Linked DNA regions of Mus musculus: all the other regions are linked to region 3. A link is a contact called in public ChIA-PET data. All regions are on one chromosome and are shown on one strand. Each heading gives the region's core, a stretch centred on a gene start, on an enhancer-like site or on the middle of the called end of the contact. The rest is flanking DNA. Distances are from core to core; before and after follow the strand shown. Region 1 holds the start of Bloc1s4 (biogenesis of lysosomal organelles complex-1, subunit 4, cappuccino). Region 2 overlaps Gm1043 (predicted gene 1043). Region 3 overlaps Ppp2r2c (protein phosphatase 2, regulatory subunit B, gamma). Region 4 has its middle 19 kb from the start of Jakmip1.

The links. ChIA-PET counts read pairs in DNA pulled down with a chosen protein or histone mark.
Region 1: a contact with region 3 is called in an RNA polymerase II ChIA-PET map of memory CD8 T cells, with 14 read pairs. The contact joins the promoter of Bloc1s4 here to the enhancer-like site in region 3. A contact is called at or near these places in 2 of 39 promoter capture datasets (embryonic stem cells and stem cell-derived epiblast-like cells), 16 of 484 Hi-C or Micro-C datasets (the CH12 cell line, the G1E-ER4 cell line, the N1E-115 cell line and 5 more) and 1 of 115 datasets of contacts at active chromatin or transcription factors (memory CD8 T cells).
Region 2: an RNA polymerase II ChIA-PET map of memory CD8 T cells shows a contact between it and region 3, with 12 read pairs. The contact joins two enhancer-like sites. A contact is called at or near these places in 1 of 15 datasets of contacts at CTCF or cohesin (embryonic stem cells), 2 of 115 datasets of contacts at active chromatin or transcription factors (double positive thymocytes and memory CD8 T cells) and 3 of 9 other capture datasets (embryonic stem cells, liver and pancreatic islet).
Region 4: an RNA polymerase II ChIA-PET map of memory CD8 T cells shows a contact between it and region 3, with 17 read pairs. The contact joins two enhancer-like sites. A contact is called at or near these places in 1 of 484 Hi-C or Micro-C datasets (nephron progenitors), 2 of 115 datasets of contacts at active chromatin or transcription factors (embryonic stem cells and memory CD8 T cells) and 1 of 9 other capture datasets (pancreatic islet).

Annotation. Positions count from the first base shown.
Region 1 is chr5:36,747,013-36,753,276 of GRCm38.p6, forward strand. It overlaps Bloc1s4 (biogenesis of lysosomal organelles complex-1, subunit 4, cappuccino), which reads right to left and starts at 1,667. Exons shown (of 1, transcript NM_133724.3): 1 at 362-1,667. The coding sequence starts at 1,633. The coding sequence ends at 986.
Region 2 is chr5:37,156,388-37,162,647 of GRCm38.p6, forward strand. It overlaps Gm1043 (predicted gene 1043), which reads left to right. Exons shown (of 14, transcript NM_001370827.1): 3 at 3,359-3,497. Among named protein-coding and RNA genes, the nearest start is that of Gm1043, 6.4 kb to the left of the region's middle. Within about 2 kb of position 2,279, at least 9 of the 459 cell types and tissues checked have an H3K27ac peak or open chromatin away from gene starts, as enhancers often do. A contact at or near this core is called in memory CD8 T cells, where this site is marked.
Region 3 is chr5:36,917,061-36,923,407 of GRCm38.p6, forward strand. Ppp2r2c (protein phosphatase 2, regulatory subunit B, gamma) reads left to right here. Exons shown (of 9, transcript NM_172994.3): 2 at 5,908-6,005. Among named protein-coding and RNA genes, the nearest start is that of Gm52813, 20 kb to the right of the region's middle. Within about 2 kb of position 4,096, at least 23 of the 459 cell types and tissues checked have an H3K27ac peak or open chromatin away from gene starts, as enhancers often do. A contact at or near this core is called in memory CD8 T cells, where this site is marked.
Region 4 is chr5:37,063,036-37,069,282 of GRCm38.p6, forward strand. It overlaps a transcript of Jakmip1 not described here. Among named protein-coding and RNA genes, the nearest start is that of Jakmip1, 19 kb to the right of the region's middle. Within about 2 kb of position 4,301, at least 101 of the 459 cell types and tissues checked have an H3K27ac peak or open chromatin away from gene starts, as enhancers often do. A contact at or near this core is called in memory CD8 T cells, where this site is marked.

The sequences.
Region 1 (6,264 bases), core at 417-2,916, 170 kb before region 3:
ATCTTCCTGCCTCCGACTCCTGAGTGCTGGGATTGCAAATGTGTGCTATCACATCTGGTTCCATTACCGACTTTACCCTGACAGACAGCAAGAGACTCAGCTGAGTACTACCTGGGAGAACCAACTTAGGAAATAGTAGTTTGTTGGTAAGGGACCCGTGTGCCCCAAAGTGAAAGAACAAAACCCTTCTGCTCAACGAGACTCGGGGGAAGAACCGCAGAACTGTGAGAAGAGCAGCGAGGTTGGCTCTTCACACAAACCTTCCAAAGAAGGAAGTTGCCTTTTCTTACCCCACTACTAAAAACATGAACGACAGGCTCATTTCCAAACAAACTATGGTAAATAATCTCCAGAAGGAAATCTCTGCCAAAGAAATTTAACATTTTAATTGATGTGCTATAAATAGAACACTGACAACCATACATTAATATTCTTGCTTTGATAAACTAAGCTTCCAGTCAAACTGTCAAATACAACTTCAGGACTCCCTGCAACAAAACGCCCAGTTTGCTATCTTAAGAAACTGTCTTCTTTCCTTTGGCTTACAGTCTACACCATAGAAAATTGAATATAATACAAAACAATTTACTATCTATCCCAGAAGGCTACAGAAAACTGAACCACTGTTAGGATTTAATAATACAGCTTTAATTTCTTGGGCACTTTTGATCATATAAATATATAAATCTTAACAAGGAAACACTGTTCACTGTAATAAAGGCCATAAAAATAACAGCTCTGCCGTATTGCACCGATAAATTAATTCAGTTGGCTTCCCCAGGTCCCCACCAAAGAGCTTTCGAATCCGAACTGGAAGACATAGAGACCTACACTCTTGGCATCGAATACTGACGATGTCAAGTCGTTTGCAGAAAATAAACTTTAACCTTTCACATCCCGGCATCACATACGCCAGTTCACAGGATTTCTTAACACTTGGGACAAGAGTCTCGCTGGAGTCCTCATGCGGTGGAGGCGCACACGCTCAGAGCTGCGGTCTGTCACCGCAGCCAGGGAAGTGGTCCTCGGTCCGAAACAGGACTGGCGGCTCGTACGCCGCGCGCTGGGGCCCGCTGGGCGCCGACCTGAAGAGAGCGGGGACGCTGATGGTATGCAGCAGCCTCCGGAAGGCCCGCGGGAAGGTCCCCAGCTCGGCTTCGGCCTTGGCGACCTGCTCCTCCATCCTGGCCACGCTGCTCCCGATCATCCGCACGAAGGCCTCCAGCTTGTCGATCCGGCCGTAGATGCGCCTCATCTCGGCCGCCTTAGCGTGGATCCGGGGCACGCCCTCGCCCACCACATGCGACGAGTCCCCGCGGATCATGTCCAGCATGCCCACGAACTCGTCCACCTTGGCCAGCAGCTCCTCCAGGCTGGCGTCCAGCGCCTCCACCTCTGGCCTCGGTCCCGCGCTGGGCAGCAGGCTGGAGGCGTAGCCCGAGGCGGCGCGGCGCAGCAGCGGCAGGTCGCGGCCCGGCGCGTCCTCGGGGCCGTCATCGTCCCACGGCCCGGACGCGCTGCTGTGGCTCTGCGAGACGTGGCCGCTGTCCCCGCTCCACGCGGCGCCCAACGGCTCGGCCTCCTCGGTAGAGACCTCTCGAGACAGGGTTCCGACGGCGGGTCCTTCCTCCATGGCCCGCTCGGCCGCTTCCGGTGCTGAGCGATTGCGTTACGGTCTGAGATGCCTGCTTCCGGCGCCTCCTAAAGACGTCACGCCCCTAACAAGTAGCCAAGCCTACTATCCACATGCCCAGAGAGCCCGCAGTGCTTCTGGCTGGCTTGTCGGTGCGTTCGTAGTGTGTGCCAGCAGAGTTTGCACAAGTTAGTAATCCAAAGAGGGTGACAGACGATTAGAGGATAGATAGAAAGATGGGTAGATGGCAGATAGATAATAGATGACAAATAGATTAGACCAGTGGCACAGGCCTTTGGTAGCAACACTCAGGAGTCAGAGGCAGACAAATCTCTTAAATTCAAGGCCAGCCTGGCCAGTTTCACGCCACCAAGGGTCCTGTAGTGAGGCTCTGTCTCAGACAGACAGACAGATCAATAGATAATGGAATGATAGGTAGATTGGTGGTAAATTGACAAATGATAGTGTCAGAGAAATACATTGAAGCAGAGCTGAGGCTGTCCATACCGTCACAGCAGGTTACCTCTGTTGCTCCACCTGCCCTGTAGCCAGCCAAGGCTAAATCTCCGTAGATGGAAGGATATTCCAAAGCCCTGTCTAGGAACTGGGGGACTCCAGGTGTTTGAGCTCAAGAATAATACAAAGAACTTCTCATTTTTATTATTAAAGGAAGCAAAATATGAGGTGACATTTATGATTAGTTTTAGCAAATACAAGTACAGAAAATATACCTGGTGTTATCATCTTTGGTCTTGTGAAAAGAGCCAAGAATATCCCTCCTATTTGTCTTTCCCACAGAGATAACGGGGACATGCCAGGGCATTTCCTGCACGTCCTTGCGTATCCTCTTATCACAGTTTATGTAATTCTTTCTAGAAGGCCACCTTGTGGGAAGAACATCCCACACAATGGCCTATCCGTAGTTCACAGTAAGTTCACAGCTCTCTTAGACTTGTTCCCACATCTATCCACTGTGTAGTACCCACCAGCACCCATGTGAGGCTCCAGCCTGCCTCTTTTCCCTTACCAGCGATAGCAAAATAAACTGTAAGCAAAAGCAAGAACAGTGGAACACAAAAGTCAACCTAACGAGTGGTCATCTCAGCCTCCTCACAAAAGAAGTACTCTCACCCAAGCATGGATTCCATCACAATGCTACCAGAAAAACAAACAAACAAACACAAAAACAAGGTAGGAATAAATTCTTAATATTCATAGAAACATCCAAGGTGGCGTCTCTGAGACCCATGCAGTCTGGCAGGTCCTTGGGAAACTTAGGGCCTTATTCTTCAACATTGTCAAGTGAAGACAGGCATAAAGTAGAGATGCCCTTGTCTTGATGGGATTTGTAGTGGGTATTTTGTCCAAATGGCCTGGACCCCATTGTCAGGAGACGTAAACCAGATCCCCAATAGGGAACAGTTAGGAAAAGTGTTGGCTGTTTACTATTGACATACTCATACACAGGCAGGTACCCACACGCATCCTGCAAAAGACTGGGTGGTTGGAGTTTTGTTAGGTGTTAAACACATCCTCTCTCTGGGTAGAGCTCACATGACCTCTTTTCCCACTGGGAATTAGGAATTAGAGAAGAAAAACAACTTTGAGCAACAAAATAGAGAAAGCTACAAGCTGCTTCAGTTCTCCATCATGTCAGTCCATCTGGGTCAGCTGACTGGAGTCTATCGCTGTGAACCTGAAACACATCGCGGGGAGAACTTGCCACGGAGACAAAGAATATCAGCCTTTCATAGCCCAGGATTAAAAAATAATAATAAAGAAAAAAATACTAACTGCTCTTAAAAATGCTACTTCCATTCCAGGGTTGGAGAGATGGCACTGGCTCCTGAGTTCAATTCCCAGAAACCACTTGGTGACTCACAACCATCAGTAATGGGATCTAATGCCCTCTTCTGGCATGCAAGTGTAACTGCAGATAGAGTACACTTTTTTTTTTTTTTTTTTTTTTTTTAAAGGCTGCTACTTCCTTAAGCCACTGTCCTTGAGTGGCATACTTGCCTTTTAGAAACACCTGGAAAGGCTTAGTAGCCTTTCCTTAGCGTCTTTCTGGTTTATTCTTGCCTATTTCTCTTTGCTACATTCACACTCTCCTCTGTTCTGCTGTGTGGTCTAGATTTTCTTCTATTTCCCAACACACCATGCTTAGGCAGGCACACCTCGGGTGACTGTCCTATTAGAACCAACATTTTTGTTCCATTGAGTGGTTTGATAATCTTCCTTATGGTGTCTGCATGGTGACCTTGATATGAAGATAGATCTCCAATGCATTTGGGTCTTCAAAGATAACTTCCATTAGAGGAAGTTGTTTCAGATATTCTCCGTGCTCTGCTATGTTTTGAAGGCTGTGTATTTTGCGTTCATCTGTGTAACCTGATCATCTTCTGGCACCTTTCAGCCTGTGAAGAAAATGATGAGGTCACACAGATGACAGCAAAATACATGGTAATGTTTCTCTATTCAAAATGGTAATGAAGCTTGGAGAGGGAGCAACAGTATCTTACTGTCATGAAGTCCTCACTGTCAGAGGGGCTTTAGACAAAAACATTATGGATGGTGGACAGAGATGGGGGAGAAAGTGGGGGAGACAGTATCAGGACCCAGGCAGTAAATCTGACAGGCATTCAAGGTCCAAACCGAGCACTCGCTGAGTGTTCATTTGCCTTTGACTTAAAAGACTTCTGTTGAAAGCTAAATTTTGACTGGGAGGTGGTGGCATGTGTCTTTAATTCCCACACTTGGGAGGCAGAGGTGGAGTTCCAGGACAGTCAAGGCTACACAGAGAAACTCTGTTTCAAAAAACAACAAACAAACAACAATAACAAAAAGACATTCTTCGTTGAGTCCTCAAGGTCAAGCAGAGTGAACTTCAAACAGTTTGTGAGATTCCCAGTAAGTACTGTGGGGGAGAATGGCTTTGGGAGCCACGGCAATACGGTGGGAACAAGCTTCAGGCTTTCCACCAACCCAAGCCTTTCCCTTTCTACAGGGGTGGTTTCTGATGAGATGCGATCCTATCTAAGGCACCAGCAAACACAAGATGTGGTTGGCCAGAGGTAGACAGAAATGAAAAGTAGGCATGGTTCTATGGTGTATCCCAAGAACTAGAGAAGGGAGTCACTTCTGCACGGGAGCATTGGGAAACTTTTCAGAGCAAGTGACTTCTCTGGGCCTAGAAAGCAGAATGTGACCCTGAAAGAGGAAACAGTGCCATATCCGAGGGGCAGGGAACAACAGCCTGAGTGGAAGTCCCTAGTTCCAGGCTGGTAAATGGCTGATGGGTGGCAATTTACAGAGGGGAGGTGCTCTGGGAGACAGAGCCATGGAGGTATGCAGGGGTCGGAGGTCTTCATTGAGAATATTGTTCATTGTCACAGGCTGCACTTCAGTGGGGTCTCTTCACTCCAGAGTTGTGTGTACAGTCATAGCCAACTAGGCAGGCTTTGGATCCTAGAACTGATAAATATTATTTGATAAGAGTAAATACATGCTCACAATAAACACGGGAACCCCTTTTGGGCTGGTGTGCAAAATGAAATTATATAATGTGGCTGCTTCCGCCTCATGTTCCATGCCCTGCACCCTGGCCCCGTGTTCTTTATTGGACAGGTACTGCTGGGCCATCGACACTTTTTGATTATCTGGGGGATGCTGCTCATGCCTGTGGATCACAAAGCTTATTCAACTTCAGTTTAGGGGTTAGCGTGAGACTAGGAGGTAGGAAACCACACAGAAGTACAGGTGGGAACTGGGTGTGACCCCAGCAGAGGACTGGGAAGGTCCAAGTGGTCTTTCCTGGCACTGTCAATCAGTCAAAAAAGGTACTGTAACCACTCACCCCAATGTAGGTGTGGGGTTTTTTAGTCTATTTTATTTGGGTTCTGATGTCTACCACCCTTCTCCACACCAATCCCTTCCAACATCGACACTAGGTAGGACAGAAAGAAGGTTAGAGGGAGGGGCCTAGGTCACTTTAAATTACTTCCAGCTGATTAGGGACATCGAGTTTATAGGACAAGTCCAGTCTTCTTCCTGCCAGGATATCTCCAACTTCTCCTCTCTTTTCTCTAGAAGGGCAGCAGGGGCAGGAAGCAATAGGAAGAACAGTTGCTCTTCCTCCTCCGCTCTTCCTCCCCATTTCCTTTCTCCTCCCCTCTCTTCAGAGCACTTCCTCATCCATCTTTGGGCTCTGACATTTATACTCTCTCCAGAGTCTTCACAATTAAACTATCTGCAACTGGCAAAATCATGTCCCTATCAGAACATGCACGAGTCAGATAGCCTACTGTTGTGAATGATCTGAAGCAGCCTCATATACCACGTCTGTGATTTAGAAAAGAAACCAAAACTCTCACTACACCCCAAAGTCTTGGTGGTTTATTTCCCATTATGTTGATGTGTGTGAAGAGTCAATCTCTCTGTGTTCTCTTCTGTCCAGGCTATGGTAGGTCATTCTGACTTTATTTTTTAAATTACGTATATTTATTTTTGTGCATGTACTCATGAGTGCCATGGTAACACATTGGGGGGGGGGGGCAGAAGAAAAGCTCGTGTGATTCCCAGTTAGCTATCTCTTACTTGTGGATCACCTGCCTCACACTTGTGGAACAAAT
Region 2 (6,260 bases), core at 1,029-3,528, 240 kb after region 3:
GGAAGCTCATAGCTGGAATCCCACTTAGGAGCTTGAGCTAGGAGGATTGCTGTGAGTCACAGGCCAGCCTTGGCTATAGAGTCAGTTCTTGTCTCAAAAAAAAATGAGGTTAATTAGCTAATTCAAAGAAATGGATAAAACATACACAACTGAGTTGTTAGAAAATGGATTAGAAAAAAAAACCTTCTCCCATCTCACCAAACTGTGCTTCACAGTCATTTCTGACCTAGTATAGCAAAGTCACATGGGGTACTTGTCACCCTCTCGCTCTGAGTGAGACCTAAGCCCTCAGCAGGTGTTCATGGTGAACATTCTGCTTGTTTTATGAAGGAGACACCAAGGCTGGGGATGGTGTTTCACTGTGCCTATACATCCCTCAGAGCTGTATTCCAGGTACCAGGAGTCTAGCCTGTGACCACTGTGGGCCCATATATTCACGGCAGAGCATCTTAGATTCACAGTACTCTCTGTGACACCATGCTGACAAGCCTCGTGTGATTATTGTAGAGAGAAAAACAAAACAAAACAAAAAACAAACAAACAAACAAACAAACCCACCCCTTGCCCTTTTCAGGGTCCTGTGAGTATGGGTGTCCTATGCTGCCATGACAAATGGCACAAACTTGGTTCCTTTTCTTGGGAGTAGCATGGTGGGATTGGAGACAGGACTTCAAGCTGGTGCTGGCCTCTGACTCTCGCTCTAGCCCTGGATGGCCTTAACTCTCCATCCTTTTGTCTTTCTCTCCAGGGTGCTGAGGTTATAGGCATGCATCCACGAGACTTGGTGGCTTAAAAACAGCCTAAAGACATGGCTCCATCTTGGAGGTGCCCAATGTAGAAACAATAGGACCTGCGTTTAGATCCTGCAACACCCAAGTAAAAGCCAGGGGTGGTACACACCTGGAACCACAGTGTTGTGAGTCAGAGATAGGGGATCAGTGGAGTGCACTGGCCAGCTCAAACAACCAGTGAGCTTCTTGCTCAGTAGGAGGTTCTGTCTCTAAATAAATAAATAAATAAATAAATAAATAAATAAATAAATAGAGAGAGAGAGAAAGAAAGAAAGAAAGAAAAAAGAAAGAAAGAAAGAAAGAAAGAAAGAAAGAAAGAAAGAAAGAAAGAAAGAAAGAGTAGGGTGGTTGAGGAAGACACCCCATGTCCACCTCTGGTTTCACACATGCATATGCACCTGCACTCACATAGTGTTTCTAAAGCAAACAAACAAACAGGCAGGCAGGCAGGCTGGCAGGCAGAGAGACAGACAGACAATCAAACAGGAACCCAGGTATGGTTGGTTAACAGCCCTGGAGGCTGGAAATTAGGATTCAGGCTTAGCTCAAATTGTTAGTAGGGTGACACCCAGACACCCTTGGAACTGTGATTCCTAGCTGCTTGATTCCTGCTCCTGAGCTGAGCACCCCTCCTCGTCTCCTAGCCCACTTCAGAGCTGTAGCAAGCCAGGTGCCTTCGTGCTGCTGTGGCTTTCTGCTCCACAGTCAGCTCCACCCTGGCCTCCTTCTGACTAGCTGGAGACCAGTTGTCGTCTCCTCTCACGGACTTGACTTCACCTGCTCTGCAGCCTTCTGGACAAGTGAAGGGCGACACCCTTCCTGCAGGGACCAGGATCTGGGTGTATCTGGGACCACAGCTTGGCTACTGCACTGCACTGAGTCAGAAGCAGACTGTCTTCTCTGGTCAGGGCACAGGTTGCTCCCCCAAATAAAGAGAACGGCTTCCTTTTTCCTTTTCAACTCTCAGTGCATCTCAAAAGCAGTGAGAAGGCACCAGTTCACCTCCTCACTCATTAGCTTGAGAGGACCTATTCAGGAGGGATAGAGGGACTCCCCGAGGAGAGGAAACCCTTGGCCAGGTCTTAAAGAGCAAGAGCATACTCTTTTATCTTAACAAAACCCAGTGAGCAGAGCCTGTATCTTACAGAGGAAAATCTGAGGGTCATAGATGTAACCCAGCTAGGCTTCAATGGCTGGTAAAGACAGAGCCCGCCCCTCCCAGTGGATCAGGGTCTGAGATGGAGGTGAAGGCCACTGGCTGGTCTGGCTGGTCTTAGAGGTGTTAGATAGAGGGATATCTCCGGCTAACGTTACCTAGCATGAAGGCAAGGCTAGCACTGAACAGGAGAAGGAAACTTCTCGTCTTGTGGTTCTTCTGGTGGGGGCATCCTGCTTATGTCACTTCCTTTGTTTGCAGTCAGGGTTTGTCCCCTCCTGGCTAGGCACAGTCTCTAGAGTCTCGTCATGCAGCACGAAGCCCTGCATGGCTCAGCCACTCCGTGTCAGTCCTACAGGCTGTTCCCAGCATCTCCTGTGCAAGCGCAAGCCACACAGACATGACCATGGTTTCTGTTTTTATCACAGACACCTTTTGACTCTCAGTCATTTCCTTAGGAGATGTGTGCAAGTTTGGAGCCAGAATGGGAGGCAACAGTGAATAGGGTTAAAAGTCAGCCTAGAATCCACAATTCTGTGCTACCCTGGGAAATAATTGCTTCTCAGGTCCTCAGTTTTCTCTTGTGTGAAATATATGACCTGAAGGATGCTTAAGTTGCAACCACTGGTCTGATGGTAGAAAAAGAAAAGAAAAGAAAAGAAAAGAAAAGAAAAGAAAAGAAAAGAAAAGAAAAGAAAAGAAAAGAAAAGAAAAATAGAAGCTCCTGGCTGGTCGGCCTCCCCTCAGTGTCTCTCGCTCATCATGTAGGGCTGAGAAACACATAGGATTGAATTTTGTGGTAAGTGATGCTGGTGTGTGTGTGTGTGTGTGTGTGTGTGTGTGTGTATACACACGTATGTAGTATGGTTATCCATGCAACATCCATCTGCATCCATGGAGAGGCCCAGACAGGACATGAGCGTGTCTTCCTCCATAACTCTCCACCTAATTGCCTGGAAGCTCACATCTTGCCTAGGCAGGATGAGCAATAAAGTCCTAAGGTCTGTCTGTCTCTGTTACAGGGATGGCTTTTATGTGGGTGCTGGGGGATTTGAACTAAGGTCCTCATGTTCACTGAACAAACGCTCTTCCCAGCTAAGCTATCTTCCCACTAAGCTATCTTCCCAGCCCTTTGAGGTAGGACAGAGACTCTCTAATGAGATAGATATGACTGGGTTGGTGGCTCAACCTGGCCATCCAGTGGCAGGAAAGCGGGAAGTGAATCACCATGACTTTGAGACCAGTCTGGGCTACGTAGCTTAAGTCCTAGCTGATGAAGTATGTGGGCGGTTGACAATGAAACCCTTAGACGGGCGGCTGAACAGGAGTGGTGGTGGTGGGGTTTACATGGTGGCTTGGACACTCAGTCTTTACTTTCTATCCTGAGTGTCTCCTGCTTCTCTTCCCGCAGGGTCCAGGAGCTGGAGCTGTCAGAAAGGAGGCTTCTCTTGAAGGTGGAACAGCTGAGTGCCTGTGTGGCCGAGGAAAGAAGTGCCACAATCCGCGTCCAGGAGCAGCTGCAGGCACTGAAGGGGACACTGGTCAGCCAGGTTCGTATCCCTTCCCAGTGCCTGGTCGTGTGATCAGCCTGGGCCTCAGTTTCTCTGTCTGACCTCTCCCTGCCTGCCTCCTAGGCCTCCCGGGGAAGCTTGGGTGTTGGTATCTTTCTCATGCCTGGGTCCTTGAGGTCAGGAAGTGGGCAGTGCAGGTTTCTCTCTTCAAATTGCTGTGTGCAGGTGGGGACAGGGGGAAGATAAGAACCCGTTCTTGGGTGGAGGAGGGACTTGGGTATGCTGTGGGTGTGGCAGGAGAAAGACACTCAGGGAACTGGGGATAAAACTTCCCAGACCTTCTGGGAAAGGTATTTGAAGGGTGGGAATGAGGCAGACCAACACTCTGCTGTGGAGAGCCAGGAAAAGCTGTATATGTAGGGAGGGAAAGGCTGGCAGGTACAGCGGGAACTCCAGAGGGGCCATTGCAGAAACAAGGAAGGCAGCTAAAGCTTTGGGGAGTAGGGAGGCAGAGCATAAGAAACAGCCCCACCAAGAAGAAGTGAGTGGTTCAGGGCGGAGGCAAACCCTAGTTATCCTGCTGAATTGTCTGTGTGACATTGGACAAGTGACACAACCTCCCTGGGCCTGCTTCCTCATATGTAAAATGGGAATATGCTACCCACCTCTCAGGTGGTTATATGAGCTAAATGGGTCCATGCACATAGAACACTCAAAGAAGGGGGCATCTTTTAATGTCATCTGCACTGGCCATTCTTATCTATCGTAAGACACTTTTCAGGGGACAGGTGATGCAGGCCATATTGCAGAAGGAATATATAGCAGATGGACCCACACCTCTGCAGTAGGTACCCAATGATGCCTGGGCACCCAGCTTCCAGGCTTCAGGGGCACAGCTTAGTGGGGTCTTAAGATTGCAGGGTGCAGACCATTCATGGGATGTGAACTCAACTTGAACAGGCAAGGCACCCACTAAAGGGGGTGTTGTTTCTCGGGTTTTGTTCAGCTGTGTCTTTGTGTGTGTGTGTGTGTGTGTGTGTGTGTGTGTGTCTGACAGTGGGCAACTATGGGACAACTAGGGTACATGACATGGTATTCACTGAGACAAAAATGTAAAGTGGAAAGTCCAGCTCAGCTCAACTTAGCCCTTGGGTACCAGTGGGCCAGCCTGGAGTCACTCTCACCTTTCCCCTGACTACTGGAGGCAGACTCAAGTTAAACTGAACCCTTGGCTCACGTGGTCTTAGCCTCTCAACCCTAGGGGAGTCTTCAGAGAAGCAGGGTACAGGCTGTGTCTCTGCACTGGGACATGTGGTTCCTCTGAGGAGACATTGTAAGGGTGTTTCGAGCCTTGCTCTCTGTACATCTGGGATTCCCAGGGAAGTCAGGGACAGTCCTGCAGTGGAGATGCTTGTAGTGTGGTGGCAGATGAACGGTGAGGGTGACATGCAAGCCACTAATTGCATTAGTGGGAGGAGGGGGTGTTGGGGAGCCCAGGGAGCTATCAGTCCTTTTCACATGCTTCTCCATTGTCATTACATGTCTGTGAGGAACGGTCTGTGATGATGGGTGTGGAGGGTCCAGCCCAGCGTGGGCAGTGCCATCCCTGGGCAGATCCTGAGCTGTCTAAGAAAGCAAGCTGAGCACGAGCCAGAGAGCAGCAAGAATGTACTCACACAGACCTGTCAAGAAGCCTATGTACAGACTCAGTGGTTTGGTCAGGGTCAGAGGTGGTCCAGCTGCAGCCCATTCCCCAACCTTAACTTCTAGCCTTTATATTTTTGTTGGAGAGTTTGCGATGTAGGAGTTAGTATCGCAGGGGCATCTGAACAGGCTTTGGGCATTTAAAGAAAATGTGTGTGATCTGTCACAGGTGCCAGCTTTGCTCTGGTCCTACTCCCAGGGAGCAAAGAGGCCTCATTTCCGCAGCAAGCTCTGGTCATCCTGAGAGGTGTCGAGGGCCCACCCACCCATGCCGTGGATCCCCAGGTTCCCAGAATTATACAGGCACCCAGGACAGAATCCACATCATTATAAAGCCAGGAAGATTCAAAAAACTCAACTCCAGTTTTTATTCCCTCCCCACACCCAGTCAATAAACTACCCCACAAAGCCAGCCTGGGCTGGTCTTGCACGTCCTTTCTCCTTTGGCAAATGCCTCTTTTACCTGCAGGCTCTCTGGCAGCAGAGGAAAGCAGCTAGCTGGTGAGAGAAAGCTTCCCACAGAGGCAGTGTTTGTATGTCAGTCCAACTCACTGTCTGTGGTAGGGAGAAGGCTGGGTGTCTGAATATGGAGAAGTGTTCCCTGCTCAGCAAGATGGCCAAAGGGACAGATAAAAAGCCCTTGAGGCAGACACAAGGCTCCAGAGCTGGCTGCAAGAATTTTAGCTGTCCCATTATATAGATAGCTTCTGAATGTGTGGTGGGGCTAATGACAGCTCTATTTCAGCGGGGTGGGGGTTGGAGGTGATGGGGTGTGTGTGTGGGGGTGATGGGGTGGGGTGGGGACAAGGTATTCATAGCTGTGAACAGTTAGCTACTGAGGCTTACTGGCCCCTGCTCAGCTCACTTCACTGACCTGGGAAGCTCTGGAAAGTTCTGTGGTGTTTGGAAATCGGTGTGTCAGGACTGTTGAGATGAAACAACTCCAGAGACCCTCTGCAGGGTACTGCCCCTCCAACCCACTGAACACTCTTCCACACGCAGACTTAGGGAACTCAGGGAGATATGGGACTATGACAGGATGAGGTGAAGGTGACTCTTGGCTGCAGTGTCAGCAAACTCAGTAATCAGCATAACTTT
Region 3 (6,347 bases), core at 2,846-5,345:
AGTGTGCATGGCCCTCACAGACCTTACACATCGTGAGATGCTATTTATGTAGAGTGATAGTGGCCAGATCCCATAGGGACAGATGGGAAAGATGTGGATCTGTGGCTGCTGGGCTGGGGAAGACAGACTAGGATGCTCCCAGGGTCTGGAACTTCTTTCCTGGGGGGATAGAACTATGGGTTAGAAGGCACTGTTGGCTTCCCAGCACATGGAACCCCTAGAGGGCTAGGCACACTTTGAAAGGGTGAGCTTTGAATTAGCCATGTCATGCTCTAGCCTAGGAGATGTTGAACTCAGAGCAAGACTCTAAACGTGCTTCTAAACCTCTCCTGATGTCAGTGCTCCACCATGAGGGAGGGGCCCAGTGGGGAAGAGTCCAGGTTAGGGAACATGGGATGGAGGATGACTGCTCCCTAGCTGCAGGCACTTTGCCTGCTCTGGCCATTCTGGGATGGGGACACAGATGCCTCCTTCTGTTATGGATTCCTTTCCCGGTGGTCTACAGGATCCCCACAGATCTGACTAATAGAGTACTTGCTTGCGAGGCACAGCTATGTGTCCAGCGGCCAGTAGTGGCCTATGAGTTTCCCTGCTGTGTGCTGCCTCTGGTTCTCTCTGTCATGTTCCCTTGTCATCTGTGTAGCCACCACACACACACGATGGCCCTGGACTGCCTCTCTGCAATCCTGAGCCCCGGCTGACTCAGACCCCAGATCTTCTGGGGGCAGGCCTGGGCCTCTCGTGCCTAGGAAACACCTTTTGGAGCAACCTGAGGGCCCCTACTCCAGCATTTTCCTTTTCTAACCCCACGATTCTTGCCCCGACCTCTTTAAGGTGTCAGCTGGGCGGACCTGGTGCTTCCTCTATAGGCCCCAGGGTAGATATAGCCTGACCCCCTCCTAGCTCTGGTGTGGCTGGTAGACTGGGGTCTGCTTGCTGCTTCTCATCTTGTGGTCCTTTTCCCATGTGTGTGTGTGTGTGTGTGTGTGTGTGTGTGTGTGTGTGTGCGTGCGTGCCTGCAGCTTGACATCTTTATCTTGACCACCTACGAAAACCCTACTGTAGAGCAATCTCCTGCTCACGGGGCAGAGGTCCAAGCCTTTGTCCTCTTTTTAGGGCATGCAATCCAACCGTCTTTGCTCATCTTTGCCTGCGGTGTGCAACAGCTTGTCATTGCATGGCTACCAGAGGTAACACCTCTCACTTCCCAGGTGTTCACAGGTAGGCAGGCACACACACTGGGCTGGCTCAGGGTGGTAGCCAGTGGCCCTTGTCCATTGTCTCTGCTCACGTCCCCTGCATGCCTTCCAACTCTGCAGAAGAGCCTAGGGCTAGTGCCATTCCAGGTGTCTGCAGCCGCCCACACTGCACAGGCGCCCCTCCCACCACCCCTCCCGCTGAGGCTAAGTCTTGAGTGAGGAGGCTCGCCTGGATTGAGCTTTTCTGCTTTTTCTGACCCACAGGCTTCCTGGTGTTTCATTCTCCTCCAGAGACACAGAGAGTTTGGTTTTGCTTTCATTATTTAGTCATGGGTTTAGATCCTGCTGTTGTCACCATGGGAACTCCACTCCCATAAGGGTTCCTGGGCTAGATGAGCAGGGTCTCCCAGGACAAGTAGCTGGGCTTGATGGCAGACCCTGCTGCGCTTGATGGTGAAGACTAGAGGCAATGTGGACATAGACCACCAGGGAAGAAGAGCTTAGCCTTATAAGGAGCACACATTGGCCCTGAGCCCATGGCTAGAGGAAAGATAATTTTGCTGGTTTGGGGTAAGGCAGGCATGCCGGAAGCACTTCCTGAAGGAGGGGTTACTGGGGCAGGAGGTGTCTCAATTCTACTAGAAGAGGTGACTTTTTTCTGCAGAGGGGCTGGCTGCCCAATGACTTGGGTTGACATTGGTGGATGGTGACTCCTGGCTCTCTAAGGTAGCTCTGCCTCACAACCCCTACGACCTATGCCATAAAGACAGTAGATGTGACCTCCATGTAGCCCTTGATTGGAGAGCTTGGCAGGGCCCTGGCCTGGGTAGAAGGGTCTTGAGGGTGGAGATAGCTCTGCACTGGTTTCCAGAACAGGTCTAGAGGGGCCGAGTCAGACCCACGATCTATACTTTCGAGTGCCACTGTGCTTAGGCATAGCTGAAGGCTATGACTCTCTACCTAGCAGATTTGTTTTACCCTGGTTGGCTCTACTTTCCTGGTTCTTCCACTCCAGTTGCCTCTCCATCCTCTGTCCCCAGAAAGACCACACATCATAGACTTGCCACAGATGAGTGAGGAGCCAGGGCTCAGAATAGTTGTGATGCCACACAGCTGAGTGGCCTGAGCCGAGATCCTAACCCAAACTTCTAACTGGTCCAAGGAGAACTCCTCCCTTTGTCTGTGGAGGGAGCACTGTGGGGTGTCCTCCCGCCACCAACTGGAAGTCATCTCTCCCCCCAGGGGTCTTTTGTGACTCCAAGGAAGCAGTGGACATGAAAATGACATACAAATTGTAAATTGCCCACAGACATTAGTGTCTGTTACTGTGGTAACCGCCCAGCCTCAGTGGACCTCAATTGCTCTGGATAGTGAGGTTATGTTGGCATTTTAATTTAATTGCATTATTTTTCCCATCATAAAAATAACGAGTGTCATGTATACACCCAAACTCATCACATTGTCTACATTAAATATGCTGCTTTTGATGTATTGATTACATCCTAATAAAGTTATTAAAATCATGTTGCTGCATCACAGAAATTTCCTACAAAAGGAGAAGGGGAAATTTATTTCATCCATCCTGCATAAAGCATTGTTAACAGCTTTTATGTGAACAAAATTCCAACCCCCCACCTCAGCCTGTTTGCTTATTTAACAAGGCTGTGATCACTGGTCTATATAATTAAGACATTTTATATACAATTTTATATTCTGCTTCCCACTCCCCTTAGGGAGTTTTAAAGTGAAACTGCAAGAGCCAGTGTTTCATCTGGAAGCCCTGTACTATAGGTTTGAGGTCAGCCCTGAGCGCTCAGACATCCCTGGACCACATGATGGGATGGGCTCAGTAGCCAGGACAACTTAGCTTGTGTATAGCAGGCACTTGTCTGGTCCTCTCTATTTAAGCATAAAGGATACGGTATGTCCCTTTATCATCCTGTATCTATGTCCTGATTTCTTGCTACCACAGCTGGCATTTATTACAGCTCAGAGGCCCAGTGTGGGTCAGGGGCTCCCTCTGGAGGGCATGTGTTGGAGCTGGGGTTACAGCTCAATGCTGGCCTGTAATAGCCTGGGTCTTAAACCCAGAACTCCTCAAGAAAAGTATTTGATAAATAAAAGGTTTGTGTTGAGTAGATGCACATACTACACCAGACACAGGCACCAGTGTGGCTTTGAAGTACATATATAGCTACCAGATACAGATAAGGAACACAGCATACAGCCCAGGCCACGAGAAGGGGAACAGGCTGCCATGGAACGGGCGAAGATGCTGGTAAAAGGTTCAACAAGGCGGCCACACTAGTTCACCGAGCAGACTGCCCATGTCCAAGATGGGAAGAAAGTCTCCAGACTATGTTGTACTGATGTCAGGGGAGAGCACCCAGGCCCAAGGTCCAGGCTGGATGTTGACATTGATCAGCTGGGATGAGAAGACAATGGGTCAGGCATGGAGTGATAGCAGGGTAGCCTGGCAGGTATCCATCACTGGCAGATAGTTTGTTACACATCTGCAAAGGGTCTGTTTGGGCTTGTTGACTGGTGGCCTGCTGCAGGCTAGGCTTGGCTAGTGGCTCTGTGGCCCTTGCCTCTGTGAAGACTGGTGGACTAGCCTGGGCAGGTCTGTTTGCTGGCAAAAGCAGAGGCGACAGGGTAGAGCTGAGTGTATTCGTCCCTTGTTGGTCCTGCTTGAAGCTTGCCAGCTGTTGTCCCATAGGCCCAAGCAAATCCCAGGACCCTGCCCAGAGAGGTTTACCATCCAAGTCCGGGGCGTGTGAGTTCCAGGGAAGGGAGCAGGGGCAGGGGCAGGGAAGGTCTGGGGCCCTGGTGTGCACAGTTACAGACTGCTCTGAATGTGAAGTACAAAGCTGTTCAGAAGCCCTGGGCAGGAAGTGACGTGTCATGGTGTTAGCCGTAGTGTTGCTGGACTCTCCATATTGACTTCCTGCAGCCTGTGGGGCACAGTGATGCAGATGAGCGTTTAGGAGGGGGCTCAGGCCTTCCTTCGAAGGACAGTGTTAGCACTGGGCTTGAGTGTCATGGAGGTTGAGCCGAGGAATGGTTGTTGGGATAGGGAAAGGCTATCTGCTATTGCTAATACCCAGAGAAGGAAATCAGGTGTGGAGACTGCTGGCGGTTGAGGCATGAGGAGAGAGAACACGGTCTCTGGTGACTATCTAAAGAGTTGAATATAGTCAGTATAGTCAGAGAGGCCTGCTAGTGATCTACTGGGCCCATGGAGGACTGGTACCTCGATGGCCTGTTTGACAGATGCTCCCCTTATCATAGTCGGGGTCAAAGGTTTTGGTACTGACAGAGCCCAGGTCAGAAAGGTGAAGAAGCACCAGGAATCCCATTCACAGGGGTAGACCCTGCCCTGCCCTGCCCTGCCCTGCCCTGCCCTGCTGACAGTTGCTGCTTGGGCACATGGGTTGATGCTCTAGAACTTTCTGTGCTTCAGAATGTATTGGAAATATGCTTTGGCAGGACTACTTCCACGTTTTCAATATTAGGAATATGTTTAAATTTAAGATAAAAATCATTTTGGAATTCCGATAAATCCTGTGATAGGACAGCCTCAGGTTTAGGGCTGGTGAGCGCTGGCCTTGTCTAGAAGGAGAAGCTCTCCTGCCAGGCCCAGTGCCGTCCTTCCCATGTGTGGCCTGGCCCTGTGGCTGGCCACCTGAAATGTTCAGACCAGTCTTCACTGTGGCTCACAGAACCTGAGGAGATTGGGGGTGGCCTTCATTCCCAGATACTGAGACTGTAGGCTGGGTCTAGCCCTGTGGGCTCTCTCCAGACACCTGCCCACACAAATGAGTCAGACACTCCAGTGACTGGGGAGTCAACCCCATGAGCAAAGCCTCTAGGTGGTAAGTTGAGCTCAGCCATCTAGAGTATGGCTTGGGAGAAATCCCAGAGGCCTGTCTGGAGGTGAGACTCTAAGAGGGAGCTGGGAGTTCACACCAACCACTACCAGGCACTGTCCTGGCAAGGGAGTGGCTGGTTTTTAATTTCCTGCCATAGGTATAAGGAGTGGACATAGGGCCTGATTCAAGAAGGGAAGACAAGGCACATTCAGGTGGCTTGCAATGCCACCAACCTTCTGTCCCCAGTTTGCAGACAGTCTGCTAGCTGTTGTGGTCCCCAGCTTTGAACCCACTCTTCATCTGTCCCAGTACACTGGCTTCCCTGGCTTTATGCCCAGTCCTTAGTTTCCCCCAAAGGGGAACATTAGAGACTACAAGCCACTGTGTCTTGACCCTTGGTCCCTACTGTCCCCATGGACAATTGTCTTCCCTTGCCTCCCTTCCAAAGCTGCAACATCTTGACCTGTGGAAGGCCCTGATGGCATCCAGCCCTGTGGAATGGTGCCTCCCTCCCCTGATGCCCAACAGGCCTCAGGCCCTCAGCATGACCCCACCCTGTCCCCAGTTTGTCCCTGGGGACTGGAGCTCAGCCTAAGTGTCAGGTTTGTACCAGTGACCTTTGGAGCAAGGAGATCAAGCTTGCCTGTTGTTGTGTGAGGGACAGGGTGTAGGGAAGAGTCACACATTCCTGCAGGAGAGTAGGGACCCTCAGCATGCTCTGTACTCCTGCTCCAGGGGCCCCCAGGGTGTGGGGTCTGCAGAGCCTAGCAATGTACGGATATCACTGTGTGATGATACAGCCGGCTAACCGATGCCTTCTGTCTTGCTTCCTCAAGCTGACGTCATCTCCACTGTCGAGTTCAACCACACTGGGGAACTGCTCGCCACAGGTGACAAGGGTGGCCGGGTGGTTATCTTCCAGCGGGAACCAGAGGTATGTGTGTGGAGGATCTCGAGGGAGGGCAGGAAGAGGATGGGCAGATGGCTAGAGGCAGAGGTGGGGTGGGGAGACGGGGAGGAGGGGTGAGGGAGATGTGGCCCCCAACAGGATGCAGGCCATACTCTGAGCAGGACTTCTGGCCCACCTTGCCTAGGTGCCCAGTTAGAATTCTGTTACTGACTGCCTTCTGTCACAAGGTCCCTGGGGCCGGAGGGCAAGGGATTTGGGGGTGGGCCTGGTGAGTGGACTGGGATAGCTCTCATAGCTGTGTGCTGAGCCCCCCATTCAAAAGAAATGAGCGGATTATTCACTGACACGTGCTGTCCCAGACAAACC
Region 4 (6,247 bases), core at 3,051-5,550, 150 kb after region 3:
CCCCCTTGGAGTCCAAAGACCCCTTCACAGGGGTGTCTAAGACCTTCAGAAAACACAGATGTTTACATGACGATTCATATCAGTTTGCAGCTGCACTGGAATAGGCACACCAGGTATCAGAAAGGCAGGGTGACAGATCAGAACCGGAGAGACTGGGCTCCAGTGTAATGGCCTCACACTCTACAGATGGTCCCTAGTGTGTTTAGTCAGTGGCTAGCAAATCTAACTGGTGTTTTATTCCCTCCTATAAGCAAAGTGTATGCTTGGATCATAGTTCTTAGCTCTGCGCCTTTGGACAGGTTCCTTTACCTGCCACAGATTCTAAATTTCTTTATTATCTAAGGTGCATGCATGAGTGTGTGTGTGTGTGTGTGTGTGTGTGTGTGTGTGTGTGTACATGCACACACAAATGAAGGGCAGAGAACAGTCATGGAAGCCTTTGTCAGGAACACGGCCCACCTCTTTTTACAGAGTCTCTCCTTGTCCCAGAGCTTACCAGTTAGGCCAGCGAGCACCAGGGTTAGAGGCATGTACTACCATGCTCATATGGCTTATTTACATTTTTACTGGAGATCAATCTCAGGTCTTCATGCTTGGGAGGTGTACTGGCTAGTTTCATGTCAACTTGACACAGCTGGAGTTATCACAGAGAAAGGAGCTTCGGTTGAGGAAATGCCTCCATGAGATCCAACTGTAAGGCATTTTCTCAATTAGTGTTCAAGGGGGAAAGGCCCCTTGTGGGTGGGACCATCTCTGGGCTGGTAGTCTTGGTTCTATAAGAGAGCAGGCTGAGCAAGCCAGTAAGGAACATCCCTCCATGGCCTCTGCATCAGCTCCTGCTTTCTGACCTGCTTGAGTTCCTGTCCTGACTTCCTTGGTGATGAACAGCAGTATGGAAGTGTAAGCCAAATAAACCCTTTCCTCCCCAACTTGCTACTTGGTCATGATATTTGTGCAGGAATAGAAACCCTGACTAAGACAGGAGGCAAGCACTTTACCCACTGAGCCACCCCCCGCCCCCAGTCCTGTCGTCCCCACTTTTAAGGTTAATGTAAGGACTGAACATTGTGGAAAAAATAATCAAGAGCTGACAGCTGGCACATGTCCTCTGAAAGCAGCCGTGGTGGTGCCGGTGGCTGTGCCTGGAGGGTAGGGCACTTAGTTGGGTTGCTGTCTCTCCAGGAACTGCTGTGTCTCCTTGTGGACTGGGGTCACGGTGGACGGATGCTCTGGACATCTGTGTGCCTTTTGATGTTAGAGAAGCTGACTTCATTGCTCCTGATCTAGTAGCCCGAGAGCCCCTAACACCGCCACCAGAGACTTTCCCCACCACATACTCACACCTGACTGCTCTACTCCCTGCCGCCTGAGGTGGATTGCGATTCCTTTACACACTAGACAGGAAAGGAAGGCTGTCTAGAACCTGGTTCTGATCCAGCTGGTCCTTGCCTCTCTCCTGCCTGTGTGGCCTGTGCTGGTTTGTTTTGTGGAGCTGTGAGACGTGGGGGTTGAGTGGGCCTTTGGAAGGTGAATAGGAGTTTCTCGCACGGAACAGGAAGGAGGAGCCAGCATGTGTAAAGGCATGGCTGCACATGTACCGGGCAGTGTCCAGGGTTCATTCTGGCTGGGGCGAGGCCTTGATGGTAGGGTGGAGAACAAGGAAATTGGTGCCAGACTGGCAGCCTGCAGGGTTGGGTGTGACTCCAGTGTGCAGTAGAATAAGTGTCTTAGGGACTTTGGGTGCCTGATCTTTGAGTTTCTGAAAACCTACCTCATTCCCTCTTTTTAGGCTGACATGTACCCCTCCCCCAGCTCATTTGCAGTCTGCAGACATCTGACAGACTCCTTGCCTAATTGCTCAGGGCACAGAAGGCTTCCTTTCAGCTATTTGGCTTGTGAAATGAGGACTTGGAAGGGGATCCGTCTGTTGCCTCTGTTGGAAGCCCCCCACCCCTCTGAATGAAGACTGACACCCCTAGCAGGTTTCCACGAAGTAGTTTTGATGTGTAGTTATTTGATGTGCTGAATTATTAACAATATGTAGCAAGCGAATATGCAGGCAGATTAGCCATTGAGCCTCGGTGGAGTTGCTGGTCATCTCTGCTCCCCCCACTTCCTGCTTCAGTCTGGGTCTCTTCTGCACCCAAGGCTGGAGCCCGAATGCCGATCCTTCAGCACATGTCTGCTGCCTCTCACCCAGGCAGCAGGGCTGTGGGACCAGACACAGTTTGGGTGGGCTACCAAGATGGGCCTGGCACTCTGTGGCTTCATATCATCTGCTGTGTACAAGCCTCTGTGCAAGCAAGTATGAATTCCAGACTTGGGGAGCTGGCTCTGGGGCCATTGCTTCTTGAATGCTGCATAGTGAGATGTACCGCTTCTCTTGGTCCGAGAAGTTTCATCTTAATATTTAGTGTATACTGGGAAGACTGCAACTAGCCTGGGAGCTCATGAAATGCTTCTTGGAATAAGGCTGGATCAGTACACACACACACACACACACACACACACACACAGAGTTTCTTTTGTTTTTTTCCAAGACAGAGTTTCTCTGTGTGGCCCTGGCTTTCCTGGAACTCACTCTGTAGACCAGGCTGGCCTCGAACTCAGAAATCCACCTGCCTTTGCCTCCCGAGTGCTGGGATTAAAGGTATGTGTCACCACTGCCCGGCTACACATTTAGTTTTTAATAGTCACTCCATTTTATCTTATTTATTTTGCAAGTGTGCATGCGTACCACACTGCATATGTGGGGGTCAGAGGACAACTTTTGGGAGTGGGTTCTCCATCAACTGTGTGGGTTCTAGGAATGGAGGAGAGGTTGTCAGGCTTGGCAGCAAACACCTCTACCACCAAACCAGGCTTGGTGGTGTGCATGTGTGTGTTTTAAAATCAAAGAATCTTAAAACTTTTAGGCCAAGAAAGATAAGTTGTACAAAGGGTCATGGAAGTGTTGTAGAGTTGACCAGATACTCTCTGGCTACTGTCAGCCTCTGAGCTGTACACCAGCACTGGGAATGGCACTTTAGGAAGGTTCATTTTAAAGAGTCAATGCAGGGGCTGGTGAGACAACTCAGTCAGTAGAGTGCTTGCATGCAGGCCTGAGGCCCTAAGTTTGGATTCCCTGAACTCACATACAGAGCCAGGCATGGTGTTTTATCTGTTATACCAAGGCTGAGGATGTGGAGACAGGAGGATTCCTGGAACTCCTGGCCAGCTAGTCTAGCCGATCAACATGAACTCCATCTTCAGGGAGAGGTCCTGTCTCAAAAAATATAGTGGAGAGTGATAAAAGACACCAACCAGTGACCTTGGGACCCTACATTCACCTATATGCATATGTACACCTGCACAAACATGTACACACACAGAAGACACCAGTGACCCCTGCCTTCTACATGCTGCTGTATGCATGTGTGCACCCACACAAACATGCGCACACACATACATACTAAGTGGCCTGGTGGTAGAGCATTTGCCCAGCATGCGCAACACCCACCCATCTGTCCCTAGCATCCTATGCACAAAAGCCAGTGCCTTCCGAGTGCTGTGTAAGCCTTGCCATTATTGGGACAAAATACCTGGAAACTTGAAGAAAGATGCACTTTAGTTCACCATTCTAGAAGTTTTAGGTTTCATTTCAAAGGTCAGCCTGAAGGAGACAGAGTACCATGGAAGCAGGAGCCTGTGATGAAGAATGGGGAGAGGGAGAGGAAGGGGAGGGGGAGGAGAAGAGAGAGGGGGAGGGAGAGGGAGGCTCCAGTGGTCACGGTAATGGCAGTGTGTGTGGTGGGGGAAGGCACCTTGGGCCTGCATGATCTTAACTGTGCTTGCCTATACTCTCTTGCGCATTCTTAAAACAGCACTGCGGGTGAGGTGTCACTATTTAATCTCATTTTGCTGAACCTGAGGAACTGAGACAGGAAATTGAAGTGCAAAGCTCTCGCCCTGTACAGTTCACATTGCTCTCTGGCTTGTCCCTTTTGTGTGTGGCCTTCAGAGCACTTTGAGTGTGAGTGACAGGTAGGCCTGCCAACAAATAGCCCCAGCCTGGAAAGCTTCAAGGCTTAGGCTGTGATGAACTCTGAAAACAACCAGGTGGAGGTGAGGGGTGGGAAACCCCAGGGCAGGCATCTAGGGAAGCTCACTGGCTAGGCTGGATCTGCTGGACTATGAGTGGTGGGGGTTAGAGGAACAGGATGTACCTGGAGGATGCAGGCAGAGGCCTTGAGTCAGCATGGGCAGCAGTGTGTGATCTTAGTCCTGTCATAGACGTCTTATGATCTTGAGGTTAGGTGAACTCGCTGAGCCTCTATTTAGGAAACAGGATACTGACGCAATGTGTATAGCACAGGGGAGGTGCTGTGTGGTTGCTGCTGTCGCTGTTTGTGTGTGGTCTGGTGTGAATATGCCACAGCTGGGAAGAAAGTGTTGAGCTTGGGGCTAAATGATGGAGGCTGTTGACTGCCAAGCCAAAACAGCTGGATTGTGGCTGCAGATGGCAGATGGGGTGAGAATGGCAGACTGGAAGGGATAGAGGCTTCTGGGTAAAGACCCACTTTATATAGTCTTAGCCTTTCCTTGCTGGTTGATGGAGGGCCATTAGAGTCAGTTGGTTGGTCGGTCGGTCTGTCGGGTCAGTCGGTCTGTCTATCTATCTCCTTCTCCTGTTCCCCCCTCTGTGTGTGTGTGTGTGTGAGAGAGACAGAGAGCTGAGGCCCCTAAGGAAGACTGCTCTGGTGTGTAGCTGGGGACCTCATTGTGGAGGCATCAGTACAGTGTGGATGCTGTGGAGGTGGCCAGGCATGACTGTACAGCACACACTGTCTTTTCTCTGTGGTGTCTAAGAAGATGGATTTACAGAACAGCCTTCTCAGAGGTGCCTTTTAATGATTTTGCATCCTACTGATATCATCAGACTGGTTTTTCTGACAGGAAAGCCAGTAGGTTTCTGAAGGAAGCCAAAATCGCCTGGCCGAATGCAGCAGCCATGGCTTTGGAGGTAGGCGTCTATTCTCAGAGGCAGAAACTTCTCTGTTCAGCAGATAGGCCATGGAGCCTCTGCCAGTCAGGCTGGGCACTGGGGATGCAGAGGTGGGCCCTTTTCTGATGTTGCCTGAGAGAAGTTTACACAGGCACAGTGAAGGGTCTAACACATACCACTCTGAGGGCAAGTACCATTTCCCAGTTCCTGGACGCAGGCAGCCTGTATCATTTCATTTTCCTTTTTCCTGCCTCTATTGAAAGAGTTTTTTTACACAGTACATCCTAGTTATGGTTTCCCCTCCCTCTATTCCTCCTAGTTCCTCCCCACATCTCCTCCCATGCAGATCTGCCTCCTTTCTGTCTCTCATTAGAAACAAGCAGGATTCTAAGGGAACATAACATAATAATATAATATAATATAATATAATATAATATGATAAAACAAAACCTAATACATTGGAATAGAACAAAACAAACAAAAGGAATGAGGCCAAGAAAAGGCCCAAGAAACGGATACAGACACAGATACACACTCATTTGCATACTCAGCAATCACATAAAACTCTTAACTGGAAGTCATAAGATATATGCAAAGGACTTGTAGGGTAAAAAGAGACAAAAATATATAAATAAAAAAGAAAATTAAAAATTAGATTTAAAATAAACAAAAAAGCCAGCCCTGAAAGGATGTTATGAAAGCCTCCAGAGACGTTGTTCAGTTTGTTTTCTGTTGTCCATCAACTGCTGGGCATGCGGCCTGCCCTTAAGAGGAGTCTGTTGCAAGTGGCTATCAATTGGAGATAGCTTCTGGGTTAGCGATTAGGGCACGCATGAACTTCTGTTTCAGTTCTAGGACCCTCTTCGGTGTGTGCTGTGTGTGCTGCCTCTGGGAGTTCATATCTTCCTAGATCCTGTTGATTTACGGGTCCTTGTTTTCATGGTGTCCTCCACTCCTTCTGACTCTTACACTCTTTCTGCCTCCTCTTCTGATGCTTTCCCCGATCCCTGAGGGGAGGGATTTGATGGAGACATTACACGTAGGTCTCTCACTCTCTGCATATTGCCTGCTCTCTTTACTTGCTCCTATCTGCCGCAGGAGGAAGCTTCTCTGATGATGGCTGAGCAAGGCACTGATATACAAGGATAGCTCAGTTTCATTAGGAGTCATTCTCTTGTTATATTCTTTTAGTAGAAGAGTAGTATTTGGTTTTTCCCAGAGCTCTGGGCTATCGAGTCTCGGGTTCTTGGTCACTCAAGCAGT